Linked DNA regions of Gasterosteus aculeatus: region 2 is linked to region 1. A link is a contact called in public Hi-C data. All regions are on one chromosome and are shown on one strand. Each heading gives the region's core, a stretch centred on a gene start, on an enhancer-like site or on the middle of the called end of the contact. The rest is flanking DNA. Distances are from core to core; before and after follow the strand shown.

The links. Hi-C and Micro-C count contacts between places; a contact is called where the count stands out from the background.
Region 2: a Hi-C map of liver shows a contact between it and region 1, with 4 times the contacts expected there. The contact joins the promoter of dlgap2b here to the enhancer-like site in region 1. A contact is called at or near these places in 4 of 6 Hi-C or Micro-C datasets (liver, skeletal muscle, tail fin and 1 more).

Annotation. Positions count from the first base shown.
Region 1 is chr18:8,017,817-8,025,216 of fGasAcu3.hap1.1, reverse strand. dlgap2b (discs, large (Drosophila) homolog-associated protein 2b) reads left to right here. Exons shown (of 12, transcript XM_078093083.1): 6 at 456-512; 7 at 3,066-3,424; 8 at 4,585-4,670; 9 at 4,751-5,217; 10 at 5,413-5,504; 11 at 6,911-7,063. Among protein-coding and RNA genes, the nearest start is that of dlgap2b, 63 kb to the left of the region's middle. Within about 2 kb of position 4,881, at least 2 of the 9 cell types and tissues checked have open chromatin away from gene starts, as enhancers often do. A contact at or near this core is called in liver, where this site is marked.
Region 2 is chr18:8,082,720-8,089,926 of fGasAcu3.hap1.1, reverse strand. It overlaps dlgap2b (discs, large (Drosophila) homolog-associated protein 2b), which reads left to right and starts at 4,999. Exons shown (of 12, transcript XM_078093083.1): 1 at 4,999-5,343. The coding sequence starts at 5,208. LOC120807776 reads right to left here and starts at 2,309. Exons shown (of 12, transcript XM_040160140.2): 1 at 1,791-2,309; 2 at 901-1,019; 3 at 1-56. The coding sequence starts at 940.

The DNA.
Region 1 (7,400 bases), core at 3,632-6,131:
AAACAAGGTGGAGGCAGCTCCTGGGGAAATGTTGCCCATGAGCAATGCTCATCAAGTTGCAAGTTTTATCTGCATTTAGAGGCAGAAACACAGCAGCTGCATAATAATGGCCGTTGCCCAGAAGTCGTGAATCAGTTGTGAATCAGTGACTGTGAAGAGTGAAGAGTCAGTGAAGAGTTTGTTACTGCAAAAGTAACCGACTCATATGAAATAAGCCAAATACACATTTGTGTGACGTATTTCTAACACTGTAAATTGAGCGGCTCTGTGTTTCTCTCTCTTCCTGACTGTTGCTGACTGATTGTTGCCCCCGATTAAGCTTTAAGCATCCAGTGAAAATGTTTTAACATATAAACGTTAGACCCCTTTGGAGTTAGCTATGGTAAGGAACGATTCCCTGTAGGCTTGCGTTGGATTGCTGGTCCTCTCTAACTGGTGTGGCTTGCTCCTTGCAGGGATTCAGTTTCGTCTCCCTTCTTCCTGCAGTGTGGACCGCGCTCAGCCACCTTCAGGTACCCGCCCGTCTGCATCTCCTCTCTCCTCCCACATCCTGGCAGCGATTATCTTTTCAAAATACATCTCAGCTGCAGTCACACGTCCATGAGTGAAGTTACGGGGGGACCGTCTGCTTTTGCTTCCGATGAAGTAGAAAGAAAGAAGGTGGTTCTGGTTTAAAACGGAGATCGTCAATCAATCGCTGCGTATCGTAAACCAGTTGAAATTGTGTCCGATTTGATCCCGATATTTCTGACATTGTGCTTGTGTTGGTAATGAAAACGACTTTTAGAGGCCGACTACAGGAAGCAGGTCATGAAGGGAAACACCTGGCTGTCACCCGATCAGACAGCTGATTGGCTCCTAGCTTTATCAAACAACAGCAGTAGAACAATCCCATTTTTTTGTTCAGTTGTAATATTTATTCAATGAAAGTTGAAAAACAGCATAAAAATATTAAAGAAGTTATTATATTTCTTTAAATGGTATTGTCAACACAAACAGGATCTTGCTCATAATAATCCTCTGGCTTCCTATGAGCTAAATTAATCAACTAGGTCCTGAAAGTCAGACCAACCTGCCGTGTACCGACCTGCCTTTGAACAGGCCAGGAGCTTCGTCTGGCCGACGCCGTGCTGCTAGAGGCCGCCTGATGCTCTGCAAAGTCGTCGGGCACGCTATCGATTCACTGTTTGGGTTGATAAAGTCAGAAGTGTCGACAGAGAGGAACCAGGTTGGATCTTTAGTGAGGGCGGGGGGGTCGAAGTGCCGGTTTTGTTGTCAGGGTATTCACTGTTTACCTTCAGTACTGCAAATACTGCGAAGCAGGGCCGGCAACACAATATTACGGCACGACTTTCAGGTCCACTTAGTCCTGCAGTGTGTCGGTCTGTTTACTAAACGGCCCAGTGCAGCAGTGGTAAAGCAAACAATCCAGTTCACACACAGCGAGTTCTAACTGACTGAATTAAAGCCGTAGCATTTCATTGTTAATGAGTGCATGTGTTTTCTCGCTTTGTTCTCTTAAATAACGTAGAGTTGAAATGTGCTGTATTTCCTTTTTGAAATGAAGTGTGAGTGCTGTAACAAAAACATGTTACCACGTTAGTTGAGTAAATGCACAGAGCTACATTCCACCACTGCTTAAATCGACGTCAATAATGCACTTCTGACACATGTGCAGTGAACAATTCAGCTCTTTTAGCAGGACATCTGTGTCAAGTCAACATTATTGTAAGACAGTGTCATTTTCTTCTCGCCGTCAGACTGAGTAGAGCAGATCTCTTAGACGCTTACTGTGTAACGGTTTGACAGGCACATTAAGTATCTTCACTAAACATGTCAATCCATTGAGGCAAGCGTAACATGTATGAATGAACTGCAGAATAACTGTGTACTGCTGCGGGTCTGAAATCCATGAGGGTGCACAGTTTGTACGTCACCGGTCTTACAGCATTACAGATGGTGGAAGATACTGTGTTTAGTAGTGAAAGAAGGCAACGTACTCAGTGTTTCTGTCCAAAGTACTCAAGAAACTAACCAACAAGCGATCTGTCGTTATGAAAGTAAGTCAAACTGGTCGAACGGGTAAAAATAGAAGGAGTGGAGTCGGGCGCTGCCTGAGTCACGGTGCTCTTTTCACTTTGGCATCCGCCCACCGTGTCTTGCAGAACTGCAGTCCCTTCAAGTTGGAAGGGAGTCAAGTCTGTGACTGGGTTTAGATTATGAGAGTTCCCTGTGGTTTCCTATTTCTTATTGCACTTAATTACCTGTAATCCAAAGTGGTGTGTGTGTGTGTGTGTGTGTGTGTGTGTGTGTGTGTGTGTGTGTGTGTGTGTGTGTGTGTGTGTGTGTGTGTCTACCTACACCTTTTTAGGCCAATCGTACTGTATTTAGTCAAAGGAATATTATATTTTAGTATTGAAATGTATATATGTCATAAATAATAACTGAATAGGAGACTAGTAAGATAAAGTAAGCTACTGTATCAGTTGATCAAATGGCTGAATGCTCTAGAAAGAACTTACAATACAATCTTCAGAAGGTTTATACTTTGCATGATACGCAGATGTAAGATAGAAGATAAAAAAACTCAGAAATGTAGATTGTGGATCAACTAATGTTGACTTAACCGATGGAATGACTGTAGCCAACTTAGTTTATGTATAGAAACCTCTTAAAATAGAGATATTAATTTATCAGGATTTTCCAAAACTATGTGAGTTCACACCTTTTAGCTCAGAAAAGAAAGATATCCAACCAGTCAAGTTGGTTCTTTTCCAACTCTGCTGTGAGGTCCATCTGGATGGATTATCATCACACCCTCAGAAGAGCAAATCCTTCCCATAATACTTCCCTGCCCCTCCCCAAATAAACACAGACGTATTACAAGGCTGCTGTTGCTTTTCATCCTCTTCTCTGCTGTCACGCGCTGTGTGATCCAGGTGAACTGCGGGACTCGGCCCCTTTGTCAGCTTCTGGCAAACGTTTTTCACTCTCACGTTTGTATTTCATCCCCCTGCCCTTGTCTTGCCTTGTCCTCGTCTTCTCACCTTGCTTGTGCTGTGCAGCGGTATCATATCCTCCCAGTTACAAGAAGACCGCACCTCCCGTGCCGCCGCGCGGCGCCCCCAAGCCCCTCATCTCCGTGACGGCCCAGAGCAGTACGGAATCCACCCAAGATGCCTACCAGGAGGGCCGGCACCCGCGGGGCGGCCTTTGGACCACGGACAGCCTCGGCCGTCCCATCTACAGCTCCGCGGACAGCCTGGACAGCACCAAGGCCGTCACCATGGCGATGGAGTCGGCAGCCGGCAAGAGGCACGCGTCTTCGGGCAGCCACACCTCGGTGCAGACGTGCGACAAAGCGGTGCTGGTGTCCAAGGCCGAGGAGTACCTCAAAACCCCGCGTTCTTCTATCGGGATACAGGTGACGACATCACCGGCGACGCCCGACAGTTTGACGCCCTCTTTGCATTCAGCGCACTCGCCGCTATGCTAATTACAGCAATCTCGCCCGTCTCCTTCTATTCTAGTCTCTGCTGAAAGGATGTGATCAGAGCGTTAATATGTATGAGAGGTGCCCTGTAAAAGCATTTCTCTTCAATCAACCCAACGCCGGTTTTATTAGAAGGCAACGGGCACAATTTGATGTACTTTGGGTAATTGTTTTACTTGCATTGCATTATTGGATTATTATCTAACAAGAGGATTAGATTTATTTGTTGAAGACTTAATGACGTTGACAGTCAGATTTCATAATGTTGAACTAATACAGCGTATTAGTATACGTGCAAATGAGTTAATTCTGTTATTAATTCATTCATTCTTTTTCTTTTTACCAATTCCCAAATGTACCAACCTGTGTGAAGTACTTGTTGACCTTTACGGGTATCAGGCTGTATTACATGAACAGGGCTTATTTAAAAGCAGCGGTATTGAAGAGCAAAATAAGGATCTCTCTTGCTCATGTCTGTCCTGATTGTAATAAGAATCCCACCTGAACAAAAAAGGTGAAGAAGAGCATTCTGCTTTGTTTGATAGATACTGCATCCTCAAATTACCTCCGTTTTCAGCCCGGATGTCTGTCCGTGTAGATGACGTCCGAACTGCATGTCGCCCACAGACGTCTCTTGCAGACAGCGGCGAGCACGGTGTTGGAAATAATTGACGGTCGTCTTGCAAATGTAGCTGTTTAGAGAGAACGCGGACTGGCCGTGAACTAAAGCATCCGGGTGATGATTGATCTTGACACGTTTTTTGATTTGTCTTTTTACCAAAATCCTGGATCAGGTTAAACTTAATCAATACAGCACTAACTGGATTGTTAAAACCTTTGGAACGCACTAACTGGCAACCTTCAAACCGTGTGTCAATCTGACTGATTACAGGTTGGTCTCGGTTGTGATTCAAATCACAACTTTCTGCAATGGCCTTTTCTTCAAAAATTGTCCCAACTCCAATCAACACATCAAGAACATTTCCAAATGTAAAGCTGTCATTTTAAGTGGCGCATCCGCATGAAGGGGAACCACTCATTTCAGTTGTTGACGACGTTTTTCACGGTGTTCTGTTTCGTGCATTTGTCAGGTGGAAACTGTGACGGACTCTGAGTCGGAAAGCAAAGGCCTCCCTCAGTTCCACTCTATAGGAATCCAGGTGGAGGACCACAAACGGTACGTCGCTCAGACAGAAGAAGCACAGCGTCCGTTTGTGCTTTTCGTTAAGCGCTGTCCACGTTTCTTGTGCATTTTAGACACGGGAGGTTCAAGCGCTCCAACAGCGTGACAACAGCAGTGCAAGCCGACATGGAGCTGGAGGGCTTTCCCTCCATGGAGGACAAAGGTCTGCAGTTCGGCGGCGGCTTCGGTCGCCACTCTGAGCCCAGCACGCCCACGCAGTACGGCGCCATCCGCACGGTGCGCACGCAAGGCCTGTTCAGCTACAGGGAGGACTACCGGCCCTCCAGCGGGCCCCCCAGCCCACAGCCGGAAGCCTGGCTTGCCGAGCCCAGCCTGGAGGGCGCAGACACAGGCAGAGTGTCCCCGCTCCGCAGGGACGGCAGCTGGTTCATGCAGCTCCTTCACAATGAAACCAAGCGGCTGGAGGGATGGTGCAAAGAGATGGAGAGAGAAGCGGAGGAGCACGATCTGACAGAGGAGAGTGAGTGTCCCGGGGGAAACTACAGTCTTGTCAAAACGGGAGCCGCTTTAGTTGTCCCAGGTCAATGCTTTCTCGATACGTGCTCTATAATCATTGCTTTTTAGGCAGCGTGTGAAACCGTAGCCACAGCACCAGCTAACACTCGGGCAGAGACACAATTGTAATTGTAATTTGTGACCACATCGGATGAATGTGAATAACTCAACATGTTAATCTCTCTTTCTCTCTGTCCCTCTGTCTCCATGTGTCCACCAGTCCTGGGAAAAATCCGGAGTGCGGTGGGAAGCGCTCAGCTACTGATGTCTCAAAAGTTTCAGCAGTTTTACTGGCTGTGTCAGCAGAATCTGGTGAGTGGTGTTTACAAGAGCACGTTGTTGACTTACCTGGAAAGATCACAAAGATCCGGGTCAAACTTGTTGGTAGGGCCGTCTTTGCCGGCGCTCTGAGGAAGGAGCTCGGTCTGACGCTTGCACTCCAGAAATAGAGCGCAGGGATCAATAGCGAAGCGGCCCCCGTTGACCCCGCCGTGAACGAAGGGGGAATTCCAACGGGCGGCGGCACCCGTGCCGAGCGTTTGAATAATGGACCGCCGCGCCGTCTCGCTGTTCATTCCTCACGTCGACTACAGAATCAGACCTTTTCCAAAGCCGGCTGTTAACACAGTGCGCACATGATAGTATCGTAAGTGGGAATGTTTTTGCGAATACAGCAGAGGTGAAAAATACAGTGAAAAGAGAAAGGCAGGCACCTAATCACACCTCACTAAAGCGCTGTTTGAATGAAATGCAAAAATAACATGAAATCAACCTGTTCTTTCACTGCCTTGTGATTTTTTTGGTGCACTGTGTGTGTGTGTTTGTGTGCGCTTTTGATCGCCCTCTTCCCCCATGGATAATAAGATGACAGATAAAGGGTCATCAGGTCGACCAGAGAGCGGCTCCGTCTTCCCTTCTGGCCCCGAGGAGGAGGAACTGCATTGTGTGTCCGCAGACAGTTTGACTCGACAGACCCTTTCTCGGTCTGAGATCACACTAGTTCCTTGTTTACTGTCTGTGGCAATGAGCACATGTCTGTGTGGGGCTGCATGACGAGATTAGCGTGAGCCGTGATCATCAGTTGACGCAACACAAGCCAAGTGGGGATCGCAGGTATCGGGAGCATTGAACAACGCATTGTTTGTCATTTAAAGACAATTTATTCAGATATTCCTCGAAATCAAATCATTAAATAACAGTCAAATCTGTGGTGACTGTGATTTGTGTGCTGACAGAAAATTCTAAAAAGGGAAGATTAAAGCATTTCTTTCCGCCATGTATCACCTCGTAGGACCTTTAATGATTAAGAATCTTACTTTCTGCTCACAATAGATAAAATCTGCTGTTCAAAGAAAGGATGCAATGAAAGGCAACGGAGGGAAAAGGCCGAGGTTGTGAGTCATTGTTGGTGCCGTACTGCCACACAGTGGTGGGAATGGGGAGGTGGCAACGAGGAGCAAAATGTCCTGAAAACGAATGGGGAGTTAACATAGAATTGTTTCTGGGTTTTTTTGTTTTTATAATTATTTAGGAAAAGTTTGCATTTGTTGTTGCCCTTTAATGTAATAATGACGTTAATAATAATGTGTTATATTGCTGGTAGAAGTCCAAGCTTCCGTAGATTTTGTCTGCTAATCAGTGTCCTTAACAAAGAAGGACGGTCATTTTAGTCGAGTACAAAACAGGCCTCTACATGTGGTGCTGCACCGTCTCCCCAGGACCCCAGTGCCATGCCCAGACCCACATCTCAGGACCTGGCGGGATTCTGGGACCTCCTGCAGCTTTCCATCGATGACGTCACTGCCAAGTTTGATGAGCTGCAGCAGATCAAGAGCAACCGTTGGCAGCTGGTGGAGAGTCCGGATAAGAAGGTACAGCATCCAGAAGCTCGTCACCATTAGTCTAAGTGGTTTCCGGATGAACTCACTTAGCTTTTGAGGAAACTAACCCGACGACATCCGCCTTCCTTTCACAGGCTTATGACCAGTAGGAGGTTGATCATTCTTGTCATAACACTGCAGGGACAACTGTTAGACGGCAACACCCGTTCAGCCCTGACAGATTGTAACGTCTTCTATCTGGGAACCATTTAGGACTCATTTTATCTCTCACACCCACACTGTGTGCAGTGATCCCGTCCGCTATTATCGTAACTCATGTTTAGTAAAATACCGAACAAAGCCACCCAAAACTATTGTACTTATTGGA
Region 2 (7,207 bases), core at 3,750-6,249, 65 kb before region 1:
GAGCTCTGCCTCTGAGGGCGTGGTAGGAGGCGTGTGGAAGAAATCTAATGGAGAACCTGAGAGGGGAGGGGGGGGGAGAAATGTTAAACTGATGGGAAGCACAAAAAAAGAAGAGCACCAGAGAAATAAGAGGATAATAGGACGTCCTAGGCCTTACAATGACATAATAGGAAACATTTAAAAAAATGCTGAAAGCAAAGCTCCTTCTTCTTCTACTGGAAGATTCATGCACTGCCTCCTTATTTACTGTCCTGTAATGCTGACTGATGCGGCAGAACGTCTCTGCTGCCAATGTCTTGGCAGGCGCACACACACACACACACACACACACTGTTCCCCCATGTGGCAAGATGAGGAGGTTTTACCATGTTTCAGTCTAACAGCTGCTCTCAGTGCCACCGCGAGGTGATTACATCAATCACCAGTGCTGCCAGTGTTCTGCATAAATCATGAACAACATTTTTTTTGTGGGACGTTTACCGATATTCCCACTCCTTTACGTATTGCTGTAAGACTATTTCTTTCGGTATGTGTCACGTCAAAAAATACATACAGCTTTTGGATTTCTCCATGACGCTGTATTACAGCAGGCTACAGGCCGGCTTCCACTTTTACCTCATATTCCCCCCCCTCCCCTCCTTGCCCTTGTGTTGTGCTGCAGGATTCTGCAGACTCATCATTTCCTCAGCAGCAGCATGTCTGCTCAGCTACAGCAGAGGAGCTATTCTCATCCAGTAGCCCGCATACGAACAGCCACGAGACGGAACCAACTGTGAGAAAACTGGCCTGCGGCATCTCAAAAGCATGAGTATTCTCAATCCACTATAGTAATTTTAATCATTTAATAATGGAATATAAAAAGTGCCTGTGTATGTGTTGAGTGCCTCGGTCTTCATGTACCTGTAGGGCCATTGCTGTCTCTGCCAGTCTGGTTACCCATGATCCAGCTGAGGTGGGATTCTGGAGTGGCCACCTTTAGTGTCCTTCACTGCGTCCTCAGTTTTGTGAGGCCCGCTGCTCTGTGAACGGGAGGGAATAAATCCTTCATGAGAATGACTCACAGTTGGGAGGACATTTTACTTTACAAGAAACTGAAGTTATATTCGGATAACGTGTCTCACAGAACGAACCAATGTCTTACAGGACAATACATCAGTCATTTATACCAGTTTTCATTGACCATCTCCCAGCAGCCATCAATAAAAAGCTGGACAAATTACACAGCTTTTACATACATTTGACACGAAAACAATTAAATGTGTGTAGTTAAAATAATAACATCCTTTCTAACAAGGTGGCTCACCCGACAATTTGGGATTGCTGTAGTTATTGAAAAAAGAAGGTTACATTAAGCGGCACAACTAACCTCCAGATGTTGTTATCCAGGGAAACTTGTCATGCACATTATTTCCTATGAAGCAGAGATGAGTCACACTGCTCACTTCTGCACATTCTTTCTGCAAAGTATTGTGGCATAAACTACAACTGAAACCAGGTGTTTGAAATTAAATATACAAAAGGTGTTGATGAATGAATTGTGCGCCGTATTAACCGGTCATTCTTATCGATTCCTAACATGTCATCATAATCTGCTACGCCATATTTGCCCGCTTGTAGGGAGCCACGTAACATTAAACTGCCCGGTTGGTTAATGAAGTTTGGAGCCCACCCGCCCCCAAAAAACAACAATCCGTTGCGGGATGACTTCCTTTTGTTGAATGAACTATTTTAACTCTGACGCAGCATGTCCAACAAATGACACCGTTCCACTCCAGCTGCATTGACCTTACCTGCTCAGCCTGCCAGGTGGACCTCCGTCCTGTTCGATCTCCGGCCGTCCGGCGGGCTTCTTCTCGGGCTGCCGTCTCGCCCTGTGCGCCTTTTCTGCGTTACCGTCTCCCCCAATCTACCGGATGACGCCGTTTGAAATTACTCGGCAATCGTGATTTCCCGATATCCGATATTCACAGTTAAAGAAAGCCAGCTAGCAGCCAGCAGCCATCACCTCTAACTTGGGTCCGATTCCCGATGATATCGCTTCGCCTTTAAATCCAATGCGACAAAGAGAGAAGGAGGCAGAAACAGACTGCGCAGCGGCTGCACGTCGGATCAACGACATCACTTTTATTAATGGCAACATTTAAAGCACTTTGGAGACGTTTTCAACCTAAAGCAAGCATTAGAAGAAAAAAAACAGAATATATTTTTTACGTCAAAATTCGCTGGTGGGGAAACAGCGCGAGAGGCAGTTACACCTGCTGATTGCCTTTAAACGCAGGTGTGGTGGCACGCAGGTGCTCGGACGTGTGCGACTCCTCATAGCGGCTGAGGAAGGAATACAAGTAACATTCATGGGTGTCACAGAAATCCCAAATATGAAGACAAAAATATATATATCATTTAAATGCAAATAGCACAAAAATACTACAAAATGTATATAACAAGTGATGATGATGGAGTTAAAACGACGTTGCGAAATAATACAATGTCAGCAACGCGGAGCATGAGCTTGTTGTGGTTTGAACATTCAGCACAATGGAGACGTACGGAGTTAATCTCTAGACTAGTCTCTTGTAGATTTTAATAAAAATGTGGATTACGTTTGGAAGTTCCAGGACCACGGACAGAGCACAGGGAAGAATAATGTCTGTAGCGTCCTCTAGTGGCGGAACTCAGTACTGACGCCGATTTTATTATTCTTGAATCGATTTTATTATTCTTAAATTGGCCTTTTTAATTAACAATACGAATCGTTAAAGAAATAAAATAAGAATCAAGCTTTTAACAGTATGAATCCATGTACGTTACAGCCTTTACTCATTGTGAATTCAATTACCTTGTTTAAGAAGACATTGTGAGGCATCATACGTTTTTCCAAACCCTATGGGTCGATGGGGAGTAGTGTCACAATGTAAACTAAAATGTTGTAATTGTATAATGGCAGCGTTTACCTATGCAAAACGTGGTTACCATCATTAACACGCTGCAGTGTCTGACTTTTGATTTTTTATTATTATTATTATCTAATTTCTGCACTTTACCACAATTTGTCAGTGACCTCCTGTGTGCCACGTGTGCAGTTTCTTGGCATCAGACACACTAATCACACCAATCGCACTCACTTTAATTCCCATAAATAATATATCCAAGTTTAGGGAAATTTGAAACAAAGTTATCAAGCAAAATTAGAGTATGTAGGAGGAACACATTGACTTGATTGATTTGATTTTCATTCATTTTGTTTTGCTGTTAAGCACTTTCTTACTTGAACATAAACAACAAAAATAAAGTTATTATATTACATATTGACTAATAAAAGTGCATTTTCGTAACTACGGGGAATACGACATTTTAAATGTTTGAACTGCTATTGAGCATCAATTCAACCATTATTCACTTAGTAAAGTTTTTCATTTTTCTGTTTAATTTCCCATGTTAGGTTGTAGAGAAGTGTTACATTATCCTCTATAATAACATTAACAACAATAATGATCATTCATTTCCATTATATTATTATCATTATCAGTCTTCCTTTGCGCAAAAGTCACGGGTATAATATATAGACAATGCTGACTAATATTCAACTGTGACGCTGAAGAGATATACGTGCGCTTTTTCTTAAGTTACGGATTAAGCTGCGACGAGTGGATCACACTAAGTCAAGTTTTCACTTATACTGGATTTCTTTATTACTACCTCCCTGGATTAATCTTAGCCTGGCTGTTAGCTGCAAATAATAAATCACCATGGTTACATGGCTGGGTATGTTACAACATGCCACATTTATCAACAAATGGACTGTTTTGGCACGTTGATGTTTCATCGTACTTGTTACGTGTAGGATAGACATAAACTGACGACCCGGTTCATAAAATTAATAAAATGCATATAGTGTACACCAGAATGCCATGATTCTGAAACTGTGTAATCAATAAAGTAATGACAATAATGTAAAACTGTAATCGAATAACATCAATGTACAGTTATGATTGTATGTAATGTAATTACCTTGAATGCATGCATGTAATACTCAATTTCTGTTTCCTTTTCTGAGCGCAGGTCACATGAAAAATGATCCTAAGATCCGTATCCGAAGACCCAGTCAAAATGAACGAATCATTTCTGTTTTCTCTACCAGTGCTGAGCCTATGCAGGTCACGTGAAAAATGATCTAAAGATTTGTATCCGGCAGATGAACGAATCGTTCACCTCCCGACCGAGTCTTCGGGTCAATGATTCATTCATCGTTCATTTTTCACGTGACCTGCATAGGCTCAGCACCACTTGGTTGGCAGAAGGATCAGTTTCCACGTGGCCTGCATTCAATGAATCATTTCTGTTTTCTTGGCTGAGCCTATTCAAGTCCCGATGCGTGGCCACGAGAAAATGAACGAATCTTTTTTTGAGAGGACCGGTTACTCTCAAGTCCTTGTAAGGATTCGTTCAAAATGAACGAATCGTTCACAAACGACACATCACTATTCTCGAGTTCGCTGGTGGAGGCAACAGACAGGTACTGGGGGGTCAATGGGCCCTGGGGCCTCTTGGTTGCAAAGACCAGCGGCTCCTCAACTGAGATGTTCTTTTTACCACAACACCCGTTCTTTCTCTCTAACCCTAACCCTAACCCTATTTAACCTTTCGATCTGCGATGCCCTTTGTCCGCCCAGCGTTTCTTCATTTTTGAACACAATGGACGCCACTTATCTATAGCAAATTGTAAATTGGCTTATTTGAGGAAATTACACTTGTTTCTTGCTCTTCTGAGTTTGTATCCCTATGGTTGAAGGCACTTATTGTAAGTCGCTTTGGATAAAAGCGTCAGCTAAATGACATGTAATGTAATGTAATCCGCCTTTTAGCCGGTTGAAATAAGGTCTTAGATGTTTAGACCTCATTTCAACCCGAAACTACGTCTTGAGCTCACTGGGTAGTATCACCATTGTAATTATTATTATCATAAATAGAAGTAGGCAACTGCGCTCCAGGAGCGGACTTGGTGAAAATGGCGCCTGGCATCGGCTGCCTCCGCAGGCGCAGCTGTGCGCTCGCTGACCACATCAGGGCATCATTATAATTCCTCTCCGGAGAATGGAGTCAGCAGCTGCATCGGGACTTGCGTCGGGCAAGAAAACCCACACAAGCCGCCGCCGCCGCCGTCATCATCATCATCATCATCATGGGAACCTCCGGCCGCTCTGTCGCAGATGTTTCTAACCGACGAGACCATGCACATCCTCCGGGGCACCAGGAGACGTGATCGTCTCTCACTTGTTTACCGTCCGTTCACGATCGAAGAAGAAGTGACCTTCTCCGAGGAGGAAGATGTCAGCGATGAAAAAGGTAGGAGGGAAGAAAGCACCGCGCAGTGTTCGTGCACGTTGGCTGCTGCTGCTGCTGTTGTTGCGCTTCGCGGCGTTTCTCCTCGGCCAGGTGCGTGTCGCACTTCACGTCACGTTGAAAGTGCAAAATGTCAGAAAGTTGTGCAGCGCATGAAATGAAAAGACTCTTTGCACTTGTCGGGGTGTTTCCCGGGCAGATTAATCGATACCATTCAGATACCACCGAATGATGCATGACGCGTGGGTGAGGTGCGGGGAGAACCTATAGGGGCCTACATGTGTTTGGAGGTGGAGAGGAGGCTGTGGGTGCCATTGTTTCTCCCTCAAGTTTCTTCTGTCTGTACACACACACACACACACACACACACACACACACACACACACACACTCCCATCGTGCTGCTCCTCTCCATTCACTCAATGTGTATGTGCGTATGTGCATGTCTGGAGTATTGTACTATATCTGTCATCCACCTTTTCATCTGTCACAGGTGTTACCATGGCTACTACAGACTCACTGCTGTCTTTTCTTTGAGAAGGACTCAGGTAAGAGATGGGAGGGGCGATCGAGTGAAAAACAGTGAGGGGGGTACCGTTCACTTCTGTGGCTTTACAGTAGCAGGGATCTGAAGGAATGAGATGCTACCGGGTTCTTTCAAGATTAGGATGAGATCATTTTGGCTTCCTGTAGTTGTTTTGGGGGTCTGTTAGTCTAGTGGTTTATCTTTTCCTTATTGTCAAATAATAACTCACCAAAGAACAAATCAATCATGGTTTTTGCTTTTTCAGCCAGCACCCAAAATGTTTCCGTTACCTACATTTTTGGAGCCGTCACTGAGCCACACTAATGACATTTTCAATTTAGTAAACACAGGTATTAAAAGTTCTGACATATTTCATGATCTAAAGCCACGTATTCGGCTTGTTACAGACTGTTCATTGGCCTCGGGGGCAGAGGTGCTGAATGAGGATTTGTTTGAAGGTCTACATCACAATCATGTCAGTGCAGGTGAATCCACCCAAACGTGTAGTTGTATCTCGAAAATCTTGAACATACAAATTCGTAACAATACATAGGAACTGGCGGTGGTTAACCACGCCCCTTGAGTGAACAACATGGCGGACCATGTCGGATTCTTGAGTGAACGTCTCTCCGCCATGTTGGATTTTTTCAGGGGGTTAGGGTTAGTATTCTATTCTTACAAGTTAACATTGGTTTCTCGTTAAAAATGCAACACGTTTATTTTACATCGTTAGACTTCACGAAGTGTGTTTACGGGGTGCAGGTCCTCATTCACTTTGAATAGGGTGACGTCATCAGTTGCAGTCCGTATTTATTTCGTATGTATCACTACGAATTTGTATGTTCAAGATTTTTGTATACATTTTTACGAACAGGTTTTGGAGATCAGGCTGCTCAATCTTGTCTTTTTTAACAATTCAACATTCTATTGTTTATTAAAAGTTATTAAAGCGAGCTGCAGAAAAATAGTATACAAAAACGGACTGACACATTTTTGGTTGGCTCCATCGAGTTCTTTTTGTGTCCACCTGATAAATGTTATATATACTCTACTTTTAGTTTTCCCCATCAGCTGTTGGGAGAAAATCTGGACTGGACCACAACAGTAAAGCTGTGGGCTGTAAACAACGAGATGTCGAACTGCTCCAGTTAGAGATTTAAAGAAAACTTTAATTGGAGTTATCACTATAAGCAACAACGTTCACACACACACACACACACACACACACACACACACACACACACACACACACACACACACACACACACACACACACACACACACACACACACACACACACACACGCACACACACACACACACGTGATGATGAGATGAGATAT